Regions from separate parts of the Sus scrofa genome. Here region 2 is linked to region 1. Evidence: chromatin contacts called from public Hi-C data. All regions are on one chromosome and are shown on one strand. The core of a region is the stretch at or near the end of the contact, and the rest is flanking DNA. Distances in the headings are between cores, read along the strand shown. Region 1 holds the start of HSPBP1 (hsp70-binding protein 1). Region 2 holds the start of ZNF524 (zinc finger protein 524).

Evidence for each region. A called contact is a pair of places that touch in the nucleus more often than the background predicts.
Region 2: a contact with region 1 is called in a Hi-C map of liver, with 4 times the contacts expected there. The contact joins the promoter of ZNF524 here to the promoter of HSPBP1 in region 1. A contact is called at or near these places in 1 of 47 Hi-C or Micro-C datasets (liver) and 1 of 2 datasets of contacts at active chromatin or transcription factors (alveolar macrophages).

Annotation. Positions count from the first base shown.
Region 1 is chr6:59,461,394-59,468,478 of Sscrofa11.1, reverse strand. HSPBP1 (hsp70-binding protein 1) reads left to right here and starts at 3,946. Exons shown (of 8, transcript XM_003127468.5): 1 at 3,946-4,292; 2 at 4,623-4,919. The coding sequence starts at 4,716. It overlaps BRSK1 (serine/threonine-protein kinase BRSK1), which reads right to left and starts at 190. Exons shown (of 19, transcript XM_021094996.1): 1 at 1-190.
Region 2 is chr6:59,718,422-59,725,064 of Sscrofa11.1, reverse strand. ZNF524 (zinc finger protein 524) reads right to left here and starts at 4,309. Exons shown (of 2, transcript XM_021095048.1): 1 at 4,186-4,309; 2 at 899-1,954. The coding sequence starts at 1,915. The coding sequence ends at 947. FIZ1 (flt3-interacting zinc finger protein 1) reads left to right here and starts at 4,254. Exons shown (of 3, transcript XM_021095044.1): 1 at 4,254-4,399; 2 at 5,842-6,193. The coding sequence starts at 5,882.

The DNA of each region.
Region 1 (7,085 bases), core at 2,697-5,196:
TGGGGGAGGGGGGGCTGGCCCGGGGGGGTCAGGCCCCGGGAGTCAGCATGGCCCGGGGGGGGCTGCGCGGCCCCCCCTCCCCAGGCCTTCTCTGGCCGGCCCCTCTCTTCCTGCGCCTCCCCCCGCCGGGGGGGTCTGAGGTGCGGGCCGGCGGATGCTGCAGGCCGAGGTCCCCCCGCCCCCCCACGCGCCCTCTCTCCTCCGCCTCCTCCTCCTCTCCGCCTCCCCCCGCCACCTCGTCCTTTCTCTCCGGCACGCTGACATCACCATCCGGGGACTCCGGGCCCTTCCCCAAAGTTAACCCTTTCGGAGGGGGGAGGGGGGAGCGGGGCAGGGGGCGGGCCTGGGAGCTGGAGGGATGGCGAGGAGGTGGGAGGATGCTGGGAGGGATGGAAGGATGCAGGAGACAGGATGGAGGGAGAGCGATGCGGCGCAGCGAGGCAGGGGCAGAGCTGGAGCTACACAAAGGGAAATGAAATCCATCCGAGTCGAGTTGGGAAAAGAGACGGACCGCGGCGGGGTGGGGGGTGGGGGGAAATGGAGCCCAGCAGAAACAGGGCTGGGGCGAAAGAGGGAGATTGGGGCACACGTCCAGGTGGGCAGAGACAGGAGAGAAAGAAGGAAAGGAGAGCAGGGGGACAGAGAGACAGGGAGGTGGAGAAACCCAGAGACAGAGATGGAGACGGAGGCAAGAGAGCTGGAGAGACAGGGTGTTGCGGGAGAAAGGAGGCAGGGAGCCATGGAGAGACAGATGGGAAGAGACGAACCCAGAAAACAGAGCCAGAGACGGGGAGAGACCTTAAGGAAAGGAGGGGACAGCCGAGAGAGACAGAGCAGTGGGGGAGAGAAATGGAGAAAAAGAGAGGGATGGGGCAGAGAGGGGCAAGATGTCACAGGCGAGGCACAGCGGGGGAGAGGGCAGGGAAAGGATGCGGGGTCAGAGAGCAGGAGGAAAACCACCTGAGGGAGCATTGGAAAGGGGCACGGGGCTGGGGGCGGCAGAGAACAAAACAGAGCCAGGTAGAAGGAGAGCTGGAGACAGACAAAGAGAGACAAAGAGGAACAGAGGCGGGGACCGCAAAAGATGGGGGGTACACAGAGGTGAAGGGCTAGAAGCTGGGGGGAGATGGCACAGATTGGAGGGCAGAGGATGGGGGAGGCAGAGGGAAAGAACTGGGGGCTTTGCTGATCCAAGACTCATCTCTGTCTCTCCAGACCCCCAAGCTGCCCACCCAGGCCCCCTTTCCCCACAAGCATCAGGGTCCCCTAGCCACCCACAGGCCAGGGTGCATGTTTTTAGATCATCTTGGATCCACATGTCCATTTAGGATCCTCCATCCTCCTACAGAGAAACTTCCAGAAGCCCTTGAGGCCCCTGTGTATTTTTTTTTTCAGGTCCCTGTCTCTTCCTTGTGCCCAACACAGCCTCCCCCAGATCTTCACACGGGCTGCAATATACTGTCTGCTCCACTGCCCATCCATGGACCTGTGCACAGCCAGACTTCCACATAATTTGGCTCTGTCAGGCACCCGTGTCATGCCCAAATCGCCTATAGAGCGTACCCGTGAGCCTTAAGTCCGCTGGTCAAGCACGTTCATTCCGTGAATCTACCATGAGTGCCAAATCTGAGCCACGTGCTCTTCCAAGTGGTGAGGGTAGAGCAGTGAGCCAAGTCAACCAAGATCCCTGTCCTGGGGAGCTCCCCCTGCAAAGGATGAGGCAGGTGAGAAATGATCAAAACACAAGATATGTTACAGAGTCGCCATGGGGGATGCAGAGGCGACGAGGGCAGGGAAGGGGGACGGGGAGTGTAAGTTGAGCAGGATGTGACTTTGCACATAGTGCCGAGAAGCCTCCGCCACGAAGGGACATTGAGGGAAGAGGCGCCTCAGAGGCAGGTGGATAAAGTGTCAGGAGCCTTCCAGGCAGAGGAAACAGCTGTGCAAAGGCCCTGTGGCAGGTGTGTGCCTGGTGTGTTATCGGAAAGTGGAAGGGCCAGGGTGGTCGGAAGGCGATGAGATGAGGAGGCAGATCACATAGGGCCTTAGAAGCAGCGTGACCCTCTGGTCTGGTTTATGGCTGGTATTCTGGAATTATTATTATTATTATTTTTTTTTGCCTTTTTCTAGGGCCGCACCTGCGGCATATGGAGGTTCCCAGGCTAGGGGTCGAATTAGAGCTGTAGTTGCCGGCCTACACCAGAGCCACAGCAATGCATGATCCAAGCCACGTCTGCGACCTACACCACAGTTCACGGCAACAACGCCAGATCCTTAACCCATTGAGCGAAGCCAGGTATCGAACCCTCAACCTCATGGTTCCTAGTCGGATTCGTTAGCCACTGAGCCACGATGGGAACTCCTATTCTGGAATAATTAATAGGATTCGTTGTCACTCTGTGTGTCCTGCTATGGATGGAAAGTTATACTATCACCCTTCTTACAGGTCATTGGAAAGGCTATCGCTTTTGTAGGGTAACTCTGAGGTGTTCTCATCTAGGCTACCATTCTATCACAGGTATAAAAATGTCATGTCATATACAATGACATGTTATATGTACATACATATTATATGGTATGATGTATAATAATATATGTAAATAGTATTGTAGATAGAGGGACTTGTACGTCAGTGTACATAGTATATATATATAGTAGGCTGGATACTGGGCCCCCAAAGATGTCCACATCCTAATTTCTAGAACATGCAAATATGTTGCCTTACATATTCATAGCAAAAGGGACGTGGCAGGTGTGACTGAGTTGAAAGTCTTAGATGGGAGAGCATCCTGGTTCCTTGGGTGGGTCCTACATGTCATCCCAAGAGTTCTTATCATGGGGAGGCAGGAGGATCAGAGGCAGAGGAGGAGATGGGACAGGGAAAGAAACAAGCTGAAATGCTGCGACCACAATCCAAGGAATGTGGGCAGCCTCTAAAAGCTGGAAAAAGCAAGGAAACAGAGGGTCCCTGGAGCCCCCAGGAGGAACACAATCCCCCTGATACCTTGGTTTTTAACTCAGTGAGACTCATTTGGGGCTTCTGACCTCCAGAACTGTAAGCTAATAAATCTGCGTTGTTGTAAGCCACCAAGTTTTTGGTAATTTGTTAAGAGCAACAATAGGAAAGGGATACAATAAAGTACACAGGGGCCTAGACCCACGTCAGATAGCTAGGCTTCTCAGTGCTACAAACCACAACAAACAACACACACACACAGCTTGTACACTGGTCTTTCCATCTCTGTCCAAAAGAGCACCTGGCATGTTGCAGACCTAGCCAAGGGCTCAATATACCTGTGACCGTAGGTCACAAGATAAGTACAGCCTTTCCTCGAGGGGAAGGGTCTCTTACGGAAGACCACAACTAGGATTCGCTTAAGATCACCCCAAAGGAAACACCTCCAAAGGCCAGGCACATTCCCAGACCTGAGCCCCAAATCTGGTGCAGGGAGGCCTCAAGCGGCCTAAACCACCTTGCGTGGGCATTTACTTCAGGCTTCAACGATCCCCTCCTCTGCACCTGGGCAGGACCCAGAGAAGATTCCACCAGGCAGATGTTGGGTAATAAGCACCGGCACAGGTAGTGCTGCAGTGTGGAGAATGCCTCCTTTGACGAATGGGGAAACTGAGGCCAGGAGACGGGTGGGGTTGGGTGCCTGGGTCAGGTTATTAGTGGTGCGACCCCAGGGCTCCAGTAAAAGACGTGGTGGGGTCCTAGATGGAAGAGAAAAGCCCTTGCTGATGCGGGGCACGCTCAGCGAGAATGGGGCGGGGCCAAGAAGTGGGCGGGGCTTGACGGGGGAACGGCCGGCAAACCGGCACGGGGGCGGGGCTCACCTGGGAGAGGCCGAAAGGCCTGGAACAGGGGCGGAGCCTGAAGCGGGCGGAGAGGGACCAGTTTAGAACTCGGGCTGGGTGTGGACGCGTTTGGGCCTAGGCAGAGCCAGGCCGGGGGGCGGGGCCTACACTAGGGCAGGGGCTTGCAATGAGCATGGGGAGGTGGGGCTCGCTAAGGGCGGGATCCGGGCCGGGGGCGGGCCTTAGGCCAGAGCGGGAGCACGAGGGGCGCGGCCTAGGTGAGGGGCTGGGCGGAGCGCAGTATCCCGCCAGTTAGGAAGGACTTCGGAGCTGGGCGAGGCCTCCTCACGCCTAGTTAAGGCCCTAAGTGGGGTGTCTGCGCCGGGAACTTCCGGGCGAGATTTGCGTATTTCCTGTCAATATGGCGGCGCCCATTGTAGTCAGGTGCGGGCGACTCTGTCTTTAGTAGCGGCGGCGACACGAGGCCCGGGGAGGTGAGGTCCGCCCCGCTCTGGCTCCCCTCTTTCGGAGAAGAGGGAGGAGACTTGTTGCCAAGAAAACCAAAGGGAGGCCTGGTTGCTATGAGGGCTGGGCAGTGGGGTTGCTAAGAGACGGGAACGCCTGCGGTGAAGATGGGGGAGGGGGTTGCTAGAGAGAGTGGGTGGGGCCTGTTGCTAGGGACGAAGGAGGGGCTTGTGACTTTGGGGAAGGGTCTCGCCGGTGTGAAGGAAGGAATGGGGGCTGTGGTTAAAGGGCATGTGGACAGAGTGGTTTGGGGTCGCGGAGGGCCGCCGAGCTCCCCTAAAACGCCACCTTCTCAGCAGACCTCCAGGAGTCGACCGGTCAGGAAGCCCGCGCTACCTCAGCGGTGACCATCCCCTACCCCAGCACATTCGTCCCTTCTTCGCAAACAGCCCATGGCGGACCAAGGCTCTGGGGGCAGCCGCCTTCCCCTGGCGCTGCCCCCAGCCTCTCAGGGTTGCTCGTCAGGGGGCAGCGGCTCCTCTGCTGGGGGCTCGGGCAACCCCCCACCCCCGCGAAACCTCCAAGGTCTGCTGCAGATGGCCATCACGGCGGGCTCTGAAGAGCCAGACCCACCTCCAGAACCCATGAGTGAGGAGGTAAAGGGGGGGGACCCAAGAAGCCGGGGTGAGGGGTGTGCGGACCGAGATATCTTGGGGAGGGAGTCCCGAGAGGGTCGGGAGGCCAGGTGTGAAGGCAGAGTAGCCTCCTTGTGCTTGATGGGGTTATTGTAGACTGAAGGTCTGATCCCTGGATCCCTGCACTGTGCAGGGAGGCAGAGTAGCCTCGTGGTAAAAAGAAGAGGCAAGGGTTCCGCAGACAGACCTGGATTCAGCATTTTATGGCTGTGTGACCTTGGGTATGTCCCTTCATCTTTCTGAGCCCCAAGTTCTTTATTTGCAAGTTGATGCTGACAGTTAGAATACCAGTGGTACTTCACTGAGTAGTTCCGAAGTTCCAGTTGAAGCAGGGCTGCATGCAGTGCCAGGCACATAGGCAGTGCTCCTGGAGGCAGCAGGATAGTCTCATTAAGAGCACAGGTTGTGGGAGTTCCTGCTGTGGTGAGGTGGGTTAAGAATCTGACTGCAGCAGCTCAGGTCGCTGGTTAAAGGATCTGGTGTTGCCACAGGCATAGGTCACAGCTGTGGCCATGATTCAGTTCCAGGCCTGGGACTTCCATATGCTGCGAGTACCACCATTAAAAAACCAAACCAAACCAAAGAACAGAACACAGGCTCTGTGGACAGTACGCTTAGGTTTGACTTAAGGCTCTGTGGATGGCTGACTGTGTGACCTTGGGCAAGTCACACCTTTCTGTGCCCCCATTTTCTCATCTGTGAAGGGGGGGTGACAATAATACTTACCTTGGAGGGTTGTTTTGGAGACTAATAGCTGTATTTGTCATACATATTATTTAGTTGTTGCTGACAGTTACAGTGTACGAGACATTGTGCTCATCCAGGTACATCCACGATGTCAATGAATCCTTAGGACTGTGTGGTAGGAAACAGGCACAGAAAGATTAACATCTTGCCCAGTTGATCCAGAACTGTGACTACAGAGCCTTCGTATGAGCACTTAACATGCAGTCTGGCCAAAAAAAAAAAAAAGTCAGTGGCCCATTTCTTAGCTCTTATCTCATTTAACCTGCTAACAGCATTTGATTGCTAACCCCTCTCCTTGATCTCACTCTCTGTCTCTTTTTGGTTTTTTTTTGGCTGCATCTGTGGCATGTGACAGTTTCTGGGCCAGGGATTGGAGGAACCTGAGCCACAGCAGTGACAACACCAGATCCTTAACCCACTGAGCCACCAGGAAACTCCACGATCTCTTTCTTCCTTATGCTACTAGGACATTGAGATGTACTGTGTTTTTTTGTTTTTTTTTTTTTCTTTTTTTTTGTTTTTGTTTTTGTCTTTTTGTCTTTTCAGGGCCACACCCGTGGCACATGGAGGTGCCCAGGCTAGGGGTCTCAGAGCTGTAGCCACCAGCCTATGCCAGAGCCACAGCAATGCTGTGTCCGAGCCGTGTCTGCGACCTACACCACAGCTCACGGCAATGCCGGATCCTTAACCCACGGAGCGAGACCAGGGATCGAACCCGCAACCTCATGGTTTCTAGTCGGATTCATTTTCTCTGCGCCATGACGGCAACTCCGAGGTGTATGGGTTTTCATCCCACCCTTTGGCCCTTCTTCCCCATCCTCTGTTAGCGTGTCCTCACTCCCCAGCCTCTTTTCGCTGGAGCTCTCACAGGACTCTCATTTACGCTTACTTCCTGTGTGACCTCCTGTCGGATTGAGGCTTTACTCTGATGACTCTCAAGTGTGTATCTCCACACCAGTGGTTCTCTCCTGAAAGTGGTTTTAACCACATTTAGCAATGTGTGGAGACATTCTTGGTTGTCGTCCATTGGGTAGGGGAAGGCCAGGGGTGCTGTTCAACATAGTACAGTGCACAGAATGCCCCCCGCCCCCGGAACTGTCCCGCTTAAAGTGTCAGCAGCGTGCAGCTTCAGAGATCCAGGTCGGGAGTTCCCATCGTGGCGCAGTGGTTAACAAATCCCACTAGGAACCATGAGGTTGGGGGTTCAATCCCTGGCCTTGCTCTGTGGGTTAAGGATCCGGCGTTGCCGTGAGCTGTGGCGTAGGTCGCAGACTCGGCTTGGATCTCAGCTTGGATGTCTCATTGCTGTGGCTCTGGTGTAGGCTGGCAGCTGCAGCTCCGATTCAACCCCTAGCCTGGGAACCTCCATATGCTGGGGGA
Region 2 (6,643 bases), core at 3,060-5,559, 260 kb before region 1:
TTCTATTCAGCCCTTTTTTTTTTTTTTTTTGGCCCGCACCCTGTGGCACATGGAAGTTCTGGGGACGAGATTGAATCCGAGCCACAGCTGTGTACCGACTGCCATAGCCATGGCAAAACTGGCTCCTTAACCCATCGGACCACAGCGGGAACTCAAATTCAGCCCTTCCTTCCAAGCTCCTCCTCTGTCAGGGACCTTCCATCTCTTAGGTCCTCGCTTCTCTCCCCTTGGCGTGCATAGCAGTCATACCCACTGCCCAGTATCCTTACAGTGAGGTCCCGCCTCTCCCAACACCTTGCTCTCCTGCAGTTTCCCCTTGAAGCTTCTCCCCTCAGAGAAACCCAACCCCTTCCCTCTAAATGGTCTCAATTTCTGAAGGGCAAGGCTTACACCTCTTCAAGCCCCTCTCGTTTCTCGGCCCCTTTTCCTAAGCCTAGCCCAGTTTTTACCCAACTGCCCAACAAGCCCCGCCCCCGCTGCCCCGCCCCTCCAGCTCGCCCCTCCTCTACCCGAGCCCTACCAAAGTTGTCAGCCCTGCAGGCCACTCTCAGGTCAGTATTTCCCTGCAAAAAAGCGCCAGGACAAAGAGAAGGGCCAATGTGATGGCTACAGAATTCCCGGGAATCTGGCTGAAACAGGGGAGGAGAACCTAGAGTCACGTTTGCACAGAAGGTTCAATGTTCTACTTAAAGAGTGGATATTTGGGGGCGGGGGTGCTTTGGGGTCTGCTGGAGATGGGAGGGGGGCAAAGGCTTCCCCCAAGCCGGTCTTCAGCGCCGAGCTAATGAGGTACACGACATAGGGTCCTCCCATGGAGTGGTGTAACTGGCAGGAGGACATCTGGAGGGAGGAGAAGCGGGGGGGCGGCCCTGGGACCATCACGGAACACACGCAGGAAGCCAATAGGCAGAGATTTATTTCCGCAGCCCCCGCCTCCAAAGGCCTGTCAGTCCGGGGGAGGGTGGCAGAAGGCAGCAGGATCCAGAAGTTGAGGTCCGCACCCCCAACCCCCTCCCACAACGGGAAGACCACCAGATGTGAGGGTGTCCGGGCCTCCCTGCTCAGGCCCAGCACCAGCCCGACTCCCAGCTCTAATCTCAGCCTGGGGAGCAGTGGCCGGAGGCCTGGGGCAGGCCAGCTCTTTCCCCTCCAGCCCCCCCTCCTCCGCCTCTGCCGTGGCTGGGATGCCGTCGTCATCCCACAGTGGTTCAGGCTCTGGGTCCGGAAGACACAGGGGTACCTCCATGGCCTCGGGGTGCTTGCGTTTGATATGGCGCCGCAGCGTGTTGACCTCCATGAAACGCAGCCGGCAGATGGGGCACTGGTAGGGGCGCTCCCCAGAGTGGACGCGGTGGTGGTGGGCCAGCTCGCCTGCCTCCCGGAAGCGGCGTGGGCAGAGCGGGCAGCGGAAGGGCCGAAGGCCGGCATGGATGTTGCAGTGCCGCCGCAGATGGCTGGACCGCTTGAAGGTCTTGCCGCAATCCTTGCACTCGTGCGGCTTCAGCTCTGAGTGCGAGATGCTGTGGCGCTCCAGGTCGGAGAGGTAGGGGAAGGCCCGAAGGCACACCAGGCAGAAGTGCGGGGCTTTCTTAGGGCTGGAGCTCTCAGGCCCACTCGCCACGGACCCTTCAGAGACTGTGTAGGGTACACCCTGATCATCGATCAACAGGAGGTCACTGCCACCATCGCTGACCACCGGGGCGGTGACCCCCTGCGCCACTGGGGGCTCCTGCCCTGACTTGGGGGGGCGGCCCCGCTTGCGAGGGAGGGTGGTCTTGAGGGTCTGATTGGAGGAGGTGGCCCCCGCAGGACGTTGGCCTCGGCGGCCCTGGGGAACAGGAGGAGGTAAGGCCAGAGGTTTCTCTTCCTCCCTGGGGAAAGGCGAAGGCCACGCGTCTGGGCTGGAGGTGTCCATTGAGCAGCAGGGGGCTTGGCTCTGGAAATTGGAGCCGGGCTAAAAGGAGAGAGGGGGCAGCCATCAGTGCAGGGAGGATGTGGAGCACCCCCTGCCCCCCATCACCTCCCCATCTGGGATGAGTTTCTTGACCTGGGCATGGCTGACAATCACTTGGACACACAATTAAAGCCACGCTAGTGGGTCAACAGCAGTCAACAGCAACAGGCACTGCCCTGAGTCCCACAGGCATCGTGTGGACCTCCTAAGCCCTCCCCTGGACCTAAACATTCAGGGTCAACTTGAGCCAAAAGAAAGAAAATCTTTCAAGGGAGGATAGAGTCCAACGGGGGGAACGGGCCAGTATTTCAGTCCTCAAAACAGAGCCCATCAAACCAAAAAGCCCCAGAGGCCTCAGAACTGTTTTTGCCTCTCCTGCTGACTGATGGAAGTGGGACGGGGTTGAAGACTGGAAAAAGGAAAGGGAGTGGCCCCAGGTGGTATCTGCCCCCCAGCTGTGGACGAGGACATCTATCAGACCTCCAGAGGTTCTAGGTTCAATTCCTGAGTCTGTTGCTTCCTCTCCGTGTAGCCTTGGGCAAGGTGCTCCCCTCTTTGGGCCTTAGGTCGGCCTTTTGGAAAATGGTATTTCCACCCACTCACACAGACTTGCCCTAAAGATAACAACATAAAGTGCTGTGTATACAGAAGTGCTTAGGAAACGTTAGCACTTATCATCGGGGTGGGTAGCTAAGCCTCACACCAAACGTCTGAATTACGAGTAGACCACCGCGACTTTGCAAACTGGAAAACCAAGGCACAGGAAGGCCAAGTCAATTGCCCAAGCTCCCTCTGCCGGGAAGGGGCAGGGCCACGACGTGAACCAGATCTGATGGACCCCAAAGGCCTGGCGAGTGAGAAGAAATGGATCCAAGAGACGTGGGGTTCCTTAGTTGGGCATGTGACTCCAGCGCTGCCATTAACTAACAAGTGGCTTTACTTCTCCGAGCCAGTTCCCACCTCTGTAAAATGGATATGGTAGGGGTGTCAGAGGGCATATAGTAAACACCAAATAAACTACCACCATCAACACCACTGTCAGCAGCAGAGCCTCGGACCCTGGGACCGGGGTGAAGTAAAGGGGAGGGGAGGACAGCACAGGTGCAGTTAGGATTAGGGGCTGCAGGTACCACTGCACCCCATTAGAAAAGGCACTGACTGAGGTCCAGAGAAGGGCAACCACCTTTCCGTGAGGGCTTGGACTAGAACCCAGGACTCTGGAACGATGCCCCCGACCCTCTCCCGACTCCACCCGGGTGCAGGCGCACGCCCGTCCGATCCGACCGCGCGGGGCGGGCCCTGCGGGGTTGGCGGCCAATGAGCGGCGTCAGGCCGCAGACGGCGAGGGCCTCCAGAAGGGGGTCTGCGCGCGCGCACCCAGGCGGGCCGGCTCCGCGGGGCGCTGGGTCGGCGCGCGCGCGCGCCTCAGAGGGCGCGTGAGCAGGAGCAGGTTGGGGGGCGATCCAGGAGCGCGCGGCCGCGGGCCTCCCCTCCCTCCGCTCCCCTCCCCCAGCCCGGACCCCCGCCTCTCGGGTACCTCATTTGCATGTCGCCTGGGCTCGCGAGTGGGGGCGCGGGGGCGCGGGGCCGGCGCGTGGGAAGGGGCGGGGGCGAGGGGGCCCTGCTCCTCCGCGGCGCGCGCGCGCGCGGGACTGCCCCGCCCCTCGGAGCGGACGCCGAGCGGCCCCTCCCTCCCTCCTCCTCGCCGGGCCCGCGCCCGCCGGGAACAAAGGGGACGTGCTGGGTCCTAAGGGCCGGTCGAGTCGCCGCCGGCAAGCCGCGTCTGCGCACCCGTCGCCCTCGCTGGCCCCGAGCGGGAAATTATTCCACCAACACATCCCAAACACAGAGAAATATCTTTCCCCCCACAAAACACCAAACCGGGTGACCCAAAGAAAGGTACCGAAAGGACGAGGAGCGGGGAAATGGCCGCTCGCTCCCGTAATTAACATGGCGCCCTATGGGCTTCAAAGCACAAGATGGAGCCTGCGCTTTCCTCCTATCTCTGTCGCAGTCGGCGAACTTCTATTTCTCTCTTCTCCTGAGGCAACGCTACATCATACCTAGGAAGAGCCTGAGGTTGCTAAGAGGGAATCAAATCTGCCCTCATCTATGTTAACACCTGCTAGCGTCGACACCGCGGGGAGGAGGCCACCCGCGCTGAGCTTGTTGCCCTTACTCTGTATGGCGCTGGGAAGAGCCTAAGCCCCGCCCCCTCGCCATGCCCTCACCCAAGATGGCGCCACCCTGGCTTCTCTAACCTCCAGTGGCTGGGAAAGGGACGGGAAAAAGGGAGAAGGGAGGGCGGTGGGGAGGAGGGAAACCAAGAAGGCGGGAGAAAGGGGGAGTGCGGGGGAGAAGCGAGCCCAGGCGGAAGTCGAGGGGCCCCCCGGGTGGAAGTGACGCTGCCCCCGCTGCCCAAAATGTCGGCGCCCAGAGGGAGGTGTAAGTAATTAAAGAGGAAAGCCGACGGACTTTCCCGGCCTCCCGGGGCCGCCTCAGGGCTCCAGAACCCCTGCTCCGAACGAGCGAGGTGGACTCGCCCGCCTGCGGGTCTAGCTTGACCTGCCCCCGCCCCGGGTGCCCGGGGCTGCACCTTTTAGGGACAGGGGGGAGGGGCACAAAAGGTTGGCTCTCGGGACCTGGGTCCTCGAGCGGACTGGGGGGGGGGGCAATCCCAAGGGCGACTGGGTGGGGAGGAGGCGGGGCTTAGTGGTGACTGGGGCGGAGCAACGACTGGGAGGAGCCTTGGCGGGCGTGGTTTAGTGTGGGAGTGGGCGGGGCTATGGTGTAAGTGGGAGGAGCGTAGGCAAAGGGGTGCGGTTTGACAAAGGGGCGTGGCTCAGCAATAATAGGAGGAGGTCGAAGAGCCGTAGTCTGGGCTGAGCTGGGTAATGGGTTTCAGTGTGGATGTGGGAAGAGCTTATAGAGAAGGGGCGGAATTTGTTTAGGCAAGTTTTTTTCAGCAAGTGGTGGGCATAGTAAAGGAGTTGGGGTTTAAGAGTGTGATTCAGGGCTTGTTAGCGGAAATAGCACGTCTTTATAATGCAGGTAAAAAGTCTTCGGATGGGGAGGGTCTCTGAAAGGACTGAGAAGGCAAGAGAGGTAGATTGGAGGGAGGGTCTTGGAAAGGATGGGGCCTGCTTCAAGGCTGAGTTTAAAGGACAAATTGAAAGGGGTCTAGGAGGATCTTGGTGGGGAAGAGATGGCGGGACTTCAAGAGGACCTTGGAGGAACTTAGCAGACACTAGTAATGTAAACAGCTTACCTGTTGAGTCTGTTGTGCGCAGGCCTAAGTGAGCACGCAGCACGCTTGGCCACAATTTTGCTTAGATCTCATTACCACTCGAAGAGGTAGGTCCTCCTCTTATCCCTATTTCGCAGATAAAGGAATCTGTTGGGTTTATTCAAGTTTCCAGGACTAGTTATCTTCGCCCTGGAAGGCTGACTCTAGTGCGCTTAGCTCCAAATCTTGGTGCTTTCCTTGGCTAAGAATGGGAGTCTTCGTCTGAAGGTGACTCTCATCTTCAAAGAAGAGTGGGAGTGGCTCTCGGAGGGGAAGGGGCTTCCCGAAAACGGGGGGACTTTGGAAGAAGTAGGCGGGACCCGAACATGAGTGGGTGGGGCTTAGAGCGGAGCGGGAGTCCCATCTCAAAGGGGGGAGAGGCTTAACACTCCGTGGCTTAGAAGGGATTAGAAAGATTGGCAGCGGAGTGGGGGAAGGGTTTGCAGGAGAGTGGGAGGGGCTTAAAGAAGAGTGGGTGTGGTTAGAGTGGGTGGGCGGGGCTCCCGGGTACTGGTGGCAGGTGTGTGAGTCCAAGGAGCCTGATTGTGGAGGCTGATGGGGAGGTGACTCCCTCACCCCCCTCCATGTCTCCCTGCTTCAGAGAGAGCCCCCACCCGCCACTGCCCTCGCGCCACACCACCATGGATGACGCCCCGCTGCCAGCGCCCCAGGTCCCCGCCCCGGCCCCGGCCCCGGCTCCGCCCGCTGCTGCTCCCCGCGTCCCGTTTCACTGCAGTGAGTGTGGCAAGAGCTTCCGCTACCGCTCCGACCTGCGGCGCCACTTCGCCCGGCACACTGCGCTCAAACCCCACGCGTGTCCGCGCTGCGGCAAGGGCTTCAAGCACAGCTTCAACCTGGCCAACCACCTGCGCTCGCACACCGGCGAGCGGCCTTACCGCTGCTCCGCCTGCCCCAAGGGGTTCCGAGACTCCACGGGCCTGCTGCACCACCAGGTGAGTCCTGCTGGCCGCCCTGGGCTGGACTCACCCTTGGAGGCCCTGGGACCCACTCGGAGCACCAGACAGCTGGCCCAAGGCCCACTCACCTATCTCTTGCCTTAGGAAAATTTCTCTCTCCCTTCCTCCCCATCAAAGCACCCTGACCAGTCAAAGCATGAGGTGCTTCTCTTTCAGTCACCACCCAACCCAGGAATTAAAACAGTCGTAGTAAATTTGCCTCACCCGCTCTCCCATGCCCCTGCTCGAATACCAGCATCTGCAACTTTGTGTTTATCATTCCCTTATGGTTTTTAAAGGTAGATTGACTGTGTAGGTATTTAATTCCTTTGCTCAGCACTTATCTCCTGGATATTTTCCCTGTTCCCAACACCCGGGTTGCCAAAGTGAAATCAATGAAGTCCGTGGCTTTGGAAAACTTAAATTCCACTGAAAGTGGACCAGAGC